Regions from separate parts of the Oryctolagus cuniculus genome. Here region 1 is linked to region 2. Evidence: chromatin contacts called from public Micro-C data. All regions are on one chromosome and are shown on one strand. The core of a region is the stretch at or near the end of the contact, and the rest is flanking DNA. Distances in the headings are between cores, read along the strand shown. Region 1 holds the start of LETM2 (leucine zipper and EF-hand containing transmembrane protein 2). Region 2 holds the start of BAG4 (BAG cochaperone 4).

Region 1 (4,405 bases), core at 212-2,711, 210 kb after region 2:
TTTCAAGTAGATGAAAATAAATGTTTTTAAAAAATAGACAAAAATATATCTTCAGCATGTAACAATTATGGGATTATGAACATGCTTACTCTGCTCCATTAAAAAGAGCAAAAAAAATTTTTTTTTGACAGAGTGGACAGTGAGAGAGACAGAGAGAATGGTCTTCCTTTTGCCGTTGGTTCACCCTCCAATGGCCGCTGCGGCCGGTGCACTGCGCTGATCCGAAGGCAGGAGCCAGGTGCTTCTCCTGGTCTCCCATGGGGTGCAGGGCCCAAGCACTTGGGCCATCCTCCACTGCACTCCCAGGCCACAGCAGAGAGCTGGCCTGGAAGAGGGGCAACGGAGACAGAATCTGGAGCCCCGACTGGGACTAGAACCTGGTGTGCCGGCGCCGCAAGGCGGAGGATTAGCCTAGTGAGCCGCAGCGCCGGCCAAAAAAAGGAGCAAATTTAATTAAGACAGAAATCGAACACAATTCTCAGAGGTAGAGTTATGGAGGAAAGGAAATTTTTTGGCTTCTGAAAATTATATACAGAAACTCTCATATGGTAAATCACTTATCCTGAAAGTCCAAGAAATTAAGAAGCCTGAAAACAGGAGAAGGGAGCATTGCTTTTTGAAGGAATGGATTTCAGTGAGAAGGGGCTTTAACCCTTCCCGTTTTAGAACAGGATTGCTGACATATGGCTGCAAAGAAAACCAGCTCATCTTTCAAAGACTGGGCTTGAGTCATTCATCTGGTTTATGAATACTTAATGATTCTCGATGGTTGCCTGGTTGTAAGCGAATACAACACATGAATAAGAATATTTCCCGGTATAAAATGTCTCCCAGGGAACTGAGAGACGTATTTTTGCACCCTTTTATGATCTTTTCCAGAAAACTGCGAGTACCTGTATGGTGGTGCCGTGATTAACTTACGAAAGTGCATGCCAAGTTTACAGCTCTCTTGCCGAGCTCAGAATTTACCATCAGGAGTTTTCAGGAGGGGGAAGGTACAGGGAGACACCTTCGTGGATCCCGACTGTAGTAAACACGGAACGTGAAATGAAATCTTTCCGTATGGAAGGGGGACATCGGGCATGCACCAAGGGCCCTCTAGTGGCCACGCCGGAAAGCTCGCTGCCTGCGTAAGGACAGCGGAGCCCCAGTGGCTCAGCCGAAGACGCCGGGAGAGTCCCGAGCGGTAACACGAGCCCGCGAGCCGCCGGGTGAGCAGCGCCTGCGCTCAGCTCGCACACTGTGGGGCGCGCTCTCCGGGAGAAGGCGCCTCCGCGGCGTCTGGGGAGAGAGGCCGGCGCCTAGCAGAAGGGCCGGAGCGGAGCGCCTGGCCCCAGGCCCGCGCTTGGGAGACAGCAGGCGGCGGCAGTTCAGGTGCCTGGGCCCTGCACCCTCGAGGGAGATCCGGATGGAGTTCCGGGCCCCTGCCTGGCTCCAGCCTGGCGCAGCCCCAACATGTCTGGCACTCGGGGAGCGAACAGGCAGGTGGGAGGTCTCTGTCTCTCTTCCTTTCAAACAAAATGAAAATAAAAGGAAATGGATGGGTAAAGGTAACAAGAAGCAGAATCCGTCCAGATGGCTCAGTGGCCGTGCCCCCCAAACCTGCGGGGCGTGCGTCATCTCGTGCACGCCTTCGCCGCTGAGACTTCCACGCGCGTTACCGAGCATAAGCAACACCTGTCACACTTGCAGAGCGAATTCCCTTAGTGGACTTCGGGCTTCCACGTGAAGACTGCAGCACGCCGCGGGAGAAGGGTGTCCTCCTCGTCCCCCCACCCGCTCGGACCCCTAGGTACTCTCGGGGTGCAGGGGGACCACATCATGACGTCTTTGGTGACGCCGTGTGGTTCCCATGGCGACTGTCATACTCCGCGCCGCTAAGAGCGGCTTCGGTCCGCCCTCGTCGGCCCACACAAGCGTGTGCAGACGGAAAGACGTTGGTGCCGGAGCCCCCCGCACCTGCGCTCCGTGTACCGGACCCGGCAGAGAAGTCCCGCAGCCCACGGGACCGCCGCCTGGCCGCCCCGGAGGTGCGACGGCCGAGGTCGCCCTCCCCGGCAGCCGAGAGCTCATTGGCGGGCGGTGTCGTCACTCAGTGACGTCACAGGGCGAGAGGTGGAGCCGTGGAGACCGGCTTCGGGCCCTTCTAGCGTGGGGGGCCCTGGGAGGACTGAGCGGGCCGTCCCCGGGAGCCAGGCCGAGGAGGTAGGGGTGCAGGGCCGAGTCTTTGCCCCTCCGGAGCCCGCCCCCTCGCCCACCACCGCCCAGGGGTCCCGGTGTGGCCGGCCTCACCCCTCGCCTTCCTTGGCACTGGACCTCGCCCCCCACCCCGCCCGGAGACGTGGGCGCCCCGCCTGCCTGCCCGCTTTCTCTTCCGCACCCCGCGGTCCCCGGTCACGTACCAGCGTCCTAGTTCCTGCTCCTGGCCCAACCCCGCACCAAACACCAACACCGCAGCCATCCACCTACTGACCGCCCCCCAACACACACCCACCCACCCACCAAACACACCCACGCCCACACCCAACACGCCCCGCACCATAAAACCAACACCGCAGCCATCCACCTACTGACCGCCCCCAACACACACACACCCATCCACCCATACTCACACCAAACACATACGCACACATACACACACCAAACACGCCCCGCACCATCAAACCAACACCGCAGCCATACACCTACTGACCGCCCCCCAAAATACACACACCCACACACGCCACACCATCCACCTACTGACCTCCCCCCAGAACACACACACACACACCAAACACGCCACGCGCACGAGAGCCGCTGGCTGCGGAAGCCGCGGGCGCGCTTTGCACCCGGTGGCGACGGGCCAGCCGCGCAGGTAACCCCGGGGACCCCGCGCTGGGCTGGCCGGGGGCGCGGCTGCCCGCAGCCCGGGGCGGGACAGCCCTTAACCGCCGCACGGGGTCCCGTCTCCCTGCAGCGGGACCTCATCCGCCGTTAGGCTGGGTTCAGAGGTTCTGAGCCCCTGTTATGGGCGCCGTGGTTGCGGTTCCCGCACAGGAGAGACCGCGGTACGCCTCCCCGCCACGGCTGCAAGGAAGCACAGCTGAAGGCCTGGGATGTTCTGGTCCACGGCTGCCCCCGGCCGCCCCCAGCAGAAGGGCGCCGCAGGCCGGGCGCAGGGTTCCCGGAAGCTCGGTTAGGGCCCTGGAGAACCCAGGGGAGACCGTTTTAGCTCCACGGGAACGCTGAAGTGGCTACCACGTGTATTCCTCGCTGTTACATAAGTGAGATTAGTGAGTACTGTCAGTCTTCCGCGGTTTAGAGCCGCTTGGCCAAATATGGAGCAAAGCTCATTGGAAACAAACCCGGAATATTTACTTTTCCACCTGTACACTACAGATAAGTGTGCCTTTCGCAGCTTCTTAAATACTTTTAGCCATTCGGATTAAGGTTAGTAAATACTTTCCACCAAAAATCAAAATATCTTAGAGGATCGGGTCATCTTCATGAGCAACAGCGTCTTGGAAACTTATTTCTGTGTTAGTATCTCCAGTGTACCATTCCCAAATCCAGAGCTAAGCAAACATGATTCAGGATTGTTGGAAATGAAGTGGAAATTTTGCACCCTGAATATGTAAATTTCTTTTGCAATAGCTAAAAAGACGCTTGATCCCTTTCAATGGATGTGCTTTCAAAACACTGAATTGTCTACTTCTTTTGTCTAGGTCCCTATGTTGACTAGTTGAGACAAAAGCAAATATGGCCCTCTACAGTTATAATTCACTCTTAGCCATTGTCCGAACCAGGTAAGCGTTGTCATCCCCCCATCCAGTATATATATATGTCCTTTCTTCTAGATGGGAAGTTTTAACTATATTGGTTTTTAGGAAGCTGACATTTAAATTTCCCCCACATTTTTTATATTCTTTGGAATCCAGACTGCTCTTGTAGCTGCTTGGTATAGGTTAGACAGAAGCGTGACTCCTGTGTGGTAAAGGATCAGTTGTATAAAGGAGTAAAGTGACTGGTAGGCAAGCATACTCCTGTCCCACTAAGGTCTGTTATTACTTATTCATAAGGACATTCACTGGGAACTTATTTTGTGCCCAGTGCACTGTACATTTTCCTTTTTGGCTATTCAAAAAAATTTTTTTATTATTTGGCATGCTTCAAGAATAGTCTGAAAGACTGGGAAGTCTTTGCCAACAGAAGTTACTTTGCCAGTAACTTTCTTTCTTTGCCTGGATCTGTCTTCTTTTTATTTTCAAATAATCTGATATGCTGGCTTCAATGAAAATTGTGGCTTTTTCAGTCCTAGAATGTAGAGATCAGTGGCTGGGCTGCCTGGTTCTTTTTTCTTTTTTAATTTAATTTTAATTTTTGGATTAATTTATCCAAAAGAGTTATGGGGGAGTGAGGGAGGAGA
Region 2 (4,626 bases), core at 939-3,438:
CTTGGGATAACTCAGGTAAATACAGAGAGGTGAGGGCCAGAGGACACCCTCAAACAACTAAAGTGGAACATTGCATCCTTAGAGAGAAGCTTGGACAGTGGTTGCTAATACACGGATTTGGTCCAGTGTATGCTACATTTCCCTTCAAGAGCAAAAGAGGTAATTTGGGTTTAAAGGGATCGCAACCACAAAACGGCAATTTAATCACAACTTCCCGCTTTCATCTGCAGGTGACTGTAGCTCGTTTGTGTGTGAGCCATTTCGCAGCAATTACCGGTTAATGAGACACATACGACTGAAATGACAAAAACCGCTGCTTGAGGAGTAGACGAGGATTTAGAAAAAGAAGCTTTTGTACTGGCTTGAGCTCCTCTTTCGGGCAAGGAACTAGGAATAAGGGAAGTCTTGGAGACCGAGAGAGAAACAAAGCGGGTTTCCGGTGACAGCCTTCCCAGAAGAGTCGGCAGCAAGGCTGGCAGTGGTTTCTACCAGGAAATCGCCATGGTCACCACGAAAGCTGTGAACAGCTACACAACAGGAAGTCGAGAGTGACTGCCAACTGAATCCAAGTGCGGCTGTCTTGGACCTGACGTTCCTTCTCTTTGATTTTATTTTTAAAGATTTATTTATGGCTGGCGCCGCGGCTCAATAGGCTAATCCTCCACCTAGCGGTGCCGGCACACCGGGTTCTAGTCCCGGTCGGGGCGCCGGATTCTGTCCTGGTTGCCCCTCTTCCAGTCCAGCTCTCTGCTGTGGCCCGGGAGTGCAGTGGAGGATGGCCCAGGTGCTTGGGCCCTGCACCCCATGGGAGACCAGGAAAAGCACCTGGTTCCTGGCTTCGGATCAGCGAGGTGAGCCAGTCGCAGCATGCCGGCCCTGGCAGCCACTGGAGGGTGAACCAACGGCAAAGGAAGACCTTTCTCTCTGTCTCTCTCTCTCACTGTCCACTCTGCCTGTCAAAAAAAAAAAAAAAAAAAAGATTTATTTATTTGTTCGAAAGAGTTACACACAGAGAGAAGGAGAGGCAGAGCGAGAGCGAGCGAGCGAGAGAGACAGACAGGTCTTCCATTTGCTGGTTCACTCCCCAATTGGCCGCAACGGCCAGAGCTGCACTGATCCGATGCCAGGAGCCAGGAGCTTCCTCCGGGTCTCCCACGTGGGTGCAGGGGCCCAAGAACCTGGACCATCTCCTACTGCTTTCCCAGGCCACAGCAGAGAGCTGGATAGGGAGAGGAGCAGCAGGGACTCGAACCGGCGCCCATATGGGATGCTGGCACTGAAGATGTCGGCTTTCCCCGCTACGCCACAGCGCAGGCCCCTCTCTGATCCATATATAACTGATCCATACACATTATACGCATCCATGGATAATGTATGATGCATGGATAAACACATACATTGTGTAAAGCTCGAATCAGGGTAAACAAATCTAGGTCCTCAAATACCTATAATCTCTCCTTGTGGTGGAAACCTTCAAAATCCTTTTTTTTTTTTTAATACAAGAAAAATCTTCACCACACTGTCGTCATGCACGAGCACCATCACCTTTATAGCAGGAAAGGAACACCAGCACTTCTGACTGCTGACCCTAACTTAGAGCCCGTTAATTAGCCTTTCCCGATTATCCCTCCCGCCCGCTGTTTCCTGCTCTGAGGAATTCTTTCCACGCAAGCGTTCGCGTCCGAGCAGGGGTTAACAACCTGGCACCTCCAAACACAGCAGGCGGGAGCCGGTGCACCGGGACCTCCGCGGCGCGACACACGCAGCTCGTGGCTCCCCAGGCGGAGAGCCTGGGAGAGGCTGGAGAGAGGCGGAGGGGCGGCCACGCGGTGGGCCCCGGGCCCCTGGGAGCGCGCACGGAGCTCAGAACACAGCACCCCCGGCCCGGGAGGAGGGAGGGTCTCGCCCCAGGCTCCGCTGGGCTACTCACTGTCGATGTCCTCGATGAGGCTGGCGGTGCCGGGCATATAGTTCATCTTGAGCTAAGATAAGGCTGCCAGGCAGCGAGCAGCGGCGAACCAGCGCCTCCAACAACTCCTTCCCCCCGCTGAAGTCGCCGCCTCGGCGGGATCGGGACACAAACCCCGACCCGGGCCAGCACCTGAGCCCCGGCTTTCAGCCGCCGGGGGCCCGCCGGAAACCCCTTCATTTCACTCCCACCCACTTCCGGTATCACGTGCCCATCTCCAGGAAGAGGCGGGGCAGTCGAGCGGTCCCGGAGACACCATTTCCCAGTCCCTGAGGAGTAGGGAGAAGGAGGAATCTGCATTAGCTAGACTGTGGGAGAAAAATGTGCCTACTCTCTTAAGGAACACGGTGCCTCCCCTTGGGTTTCCTCCTCCCGGAGCCCCGGAGTCATCGGCTTCCTCCCCTCAACTTCCGGGGTTCGGCGGCAGAGGGGGCGGGACCTGCCTGGGATTGGCTGTTGTCGTCCACGCCCCCTCGCCCCAGGCGCCTGCGCAGTAGGCCGGCCGTGGGGGGCGGGAAGCTCTTGGGGGCAGCGGAGCCCATGTCGGCCCTGAGGCGCTCGGGCTACGGCCCCAGTGACGGTCCGTCCTACGGCCGCTACTATGGGCCGGGAGGTGGAGATGTGCCAGTGCACCCGCCTCCACCCTTGTATCCTCACCTTCGCCCGGAGCCTCCTCAGCCTCCCATTTCCTGGCGGGTGCGCGGGGGCGGCCCGGCCGAGACCACCTGGCCTGGAGAAGGCGGAGGAGGCGATGGCTACTATCCCACGGGAGGCGCCTGGTCGGATTCGGGTCGGGCCGGAGGAAGCCACCAGGTCTGTGTCCCGGAGGGGATGCGGTGGGGTTGGGGGGGTGGTCTTTGGGTGATGACAGCCATTGGGATTGGTCTGCATCTGGGGTTCGTCCTGGATCTGGTTTCGTGTTTGTTTTCCTTATGGCGTGGGGTATTGGAGAGACGAAGACTGGTACAGTTAAAAAAAAAAAAGGGCGAAGGCCGACTTGGCGCGGGGTGTTGGGGGCTGGAGTGGCACGGCCCTGCCCCTCCTGCGTGGCTCCGCGACCGGGCTCCCCGGCGAGGGAAGCGGCCGCAGCCCCTCCGGCACGGAGCGGAGAAGGAACCGAGTGAGGGGGCAGTCTGGGCGTTTAGCCTTTGCCCTTACTGCCTTGCCCAGGGCTGACTCCCTGCTAGCCCGCGTTGTAAAAACACCTTTGCGTAGACTGCTGTATTTGATCTTCCCAAGGACTGCAAGGCCAATGCCATTTACTGCATCCCTATTTGCAGATAAGTCTCTGAGAGATGAACTCGCTTAAACGCACTTGGTCCCGTAGCACTGTGTTCTTTCTAGTCCGGCCCGAACTACACCTCTGTTTTTGTTAGTGCAGTATTCTGAGGAGGGGGCTGCGGAGTCTCGCCGCTGTGTTGGTTCAGGAATAGTAACATCCTCTTTTGTTGAAAATGTAATACATCGCCGGTGGGAATGTAAAATGCGGCAGTATCCTGGGTTGTTGCTGGTCAAGTCCCGGCGGTGCTCAGCTTGGGATCCAGCTTCTTGCTGATCTGCCTTGGAAGGCATCAGAAGATGGCCCAAGGGGTTGAGCCGCCGCCACTCCTGTGGGAGACACAGATGGAGTTCCTGGCTCCTGGCTTTGGCCTGGGCCGGACCTGGGTGTTGTGGCCATTTGGGGAGTGAATGTCAGATGGCAGATCGCTCCTCTGTTACTCTGGCTTTGAAATACATTTTAAAAATCTTTAAAAATAGATAAATAAAATGGCACAGTGTTTTGGAAGATGGTTTGACAATTCCACAAAACATGAAGTATAGAGTTAGTATGTAACCCAGCAAGTCCAGTTAGCTGTATATCCACTTGAGAACTGAAAACATATCCCTGTAGAGACTTGTATGAGCATATTTGAAGCACCGTTGTTCAAAACAGCCAAACGGGAGATCACTCAGTTGTCCATCAGCTGATGAGTGGATACACAACATGTGGCATATTCATAGAATGCAATGTTACTTGGCCATATGAAGAAATGAAATACTGAGACATGCTGCAACGTAAATGAAGTATGAAAACATCACACCATGTGAGCGAAACCAGTCCCAGAATGCATGTTGTATAATTCCATTTACATGAGATGTCCAGAGTAGGCATATCTGTAGAGGTGTTGGGGGACTAGAGGCGTTGGAGAGCATGTGGGATATTTTTTAAAGTTCATTTATTTTTATTTATTAGAAAAGCAGTGACAGAGAGAGAGAGAGAGAGAGATATCTTTGTTCGTTGGTTACTCCCCAAATGCCCGCAGTCGCTAGGACTGGGCCAGTCTGAAGCTAAAGCCCAGAACTCAGTGGGAGTCTTTTGAATGGTTAGCAGGGACCCAGGTACTAAACCATCATCTGTTGCCATCCAGAGTATGCTGCACAGGGTGCTGGATTGGGTGTGGAGGTGGGGCTTCATCACAGGCACCCTGGTATGGGATGTGGGTATCCTAAACAGAGTTTTAACCCACTATGCTGTAATTATTATTACTATTTTCTTTGAAAGGCAGGCAGGCAGGCAGGCAGAGGTCTCCCATTGGCTGATTTACTCCACAGATGCCTGCAACAGCTGGGGCTGGGCCAGGCCAAAGCCGGTTGCTCAGTCTGGGTCTCCATTACCT

Evidence for each region. Hi-C and Micro-C count contacts between places; a contact is called where the count stands out from the background.
Region 1: a contact with region 2 is called in a Micro-C map of ear pinna, with 4 times the contacts expected there. The contact joins the promoter of LETM2 here to the promoter of BAG4 in region 2. A contact is called at or near these places in 3 of 6 Hi-C or Micro-C datasets (ear pinna, psoas muscle and an unstated tissue).

The regions. Positions count from the first base shown.
Region 1 is chr2:88,127,521-88,131,925 of mOryCun1.1, forward strand. LETM2 (leucine zipper and EF-hand containing transmembrane protein 2) reads left to right here and starts at 1,462. Exons shown (of 10, transcript XM_070068558.1): 1 at 1,462-1,485; 2 at 3,705-3,785. The coding sequence starts at 3,739. It overlaps NSD3 (nuclear receptor binding SET domain protein 3), which reads right to left and starts at 1,858. Exons shown (of 24, transcript XM_051832336.2): 1 at 1,603-1,858.
Region 2 is chr2:87,913,669-87,918,294 of mOryCun1.1, forward strand. It overlaps BAG4 (BAG cochaperone 4), which reads left to right and starts at 2,189. Exons shown (of 5, transcript XM_002720783.5): 1 at 2,189-2,782. The coding sequence starts at 2,510. LSM1 (LSM1 homolog, mRNA degradation associated) reads right to left here and starts at 2,391. Exons shown (of 4, transcript XM_002720784.5): 1 at 1,931-2,391. The coding sequence starts at 1,976. LOC138848512 (a long non-coding RNA gene) reads right to left here and starts at 953. Exons shown (of 2, transcript XR_011386370.1): 1 at 826-953.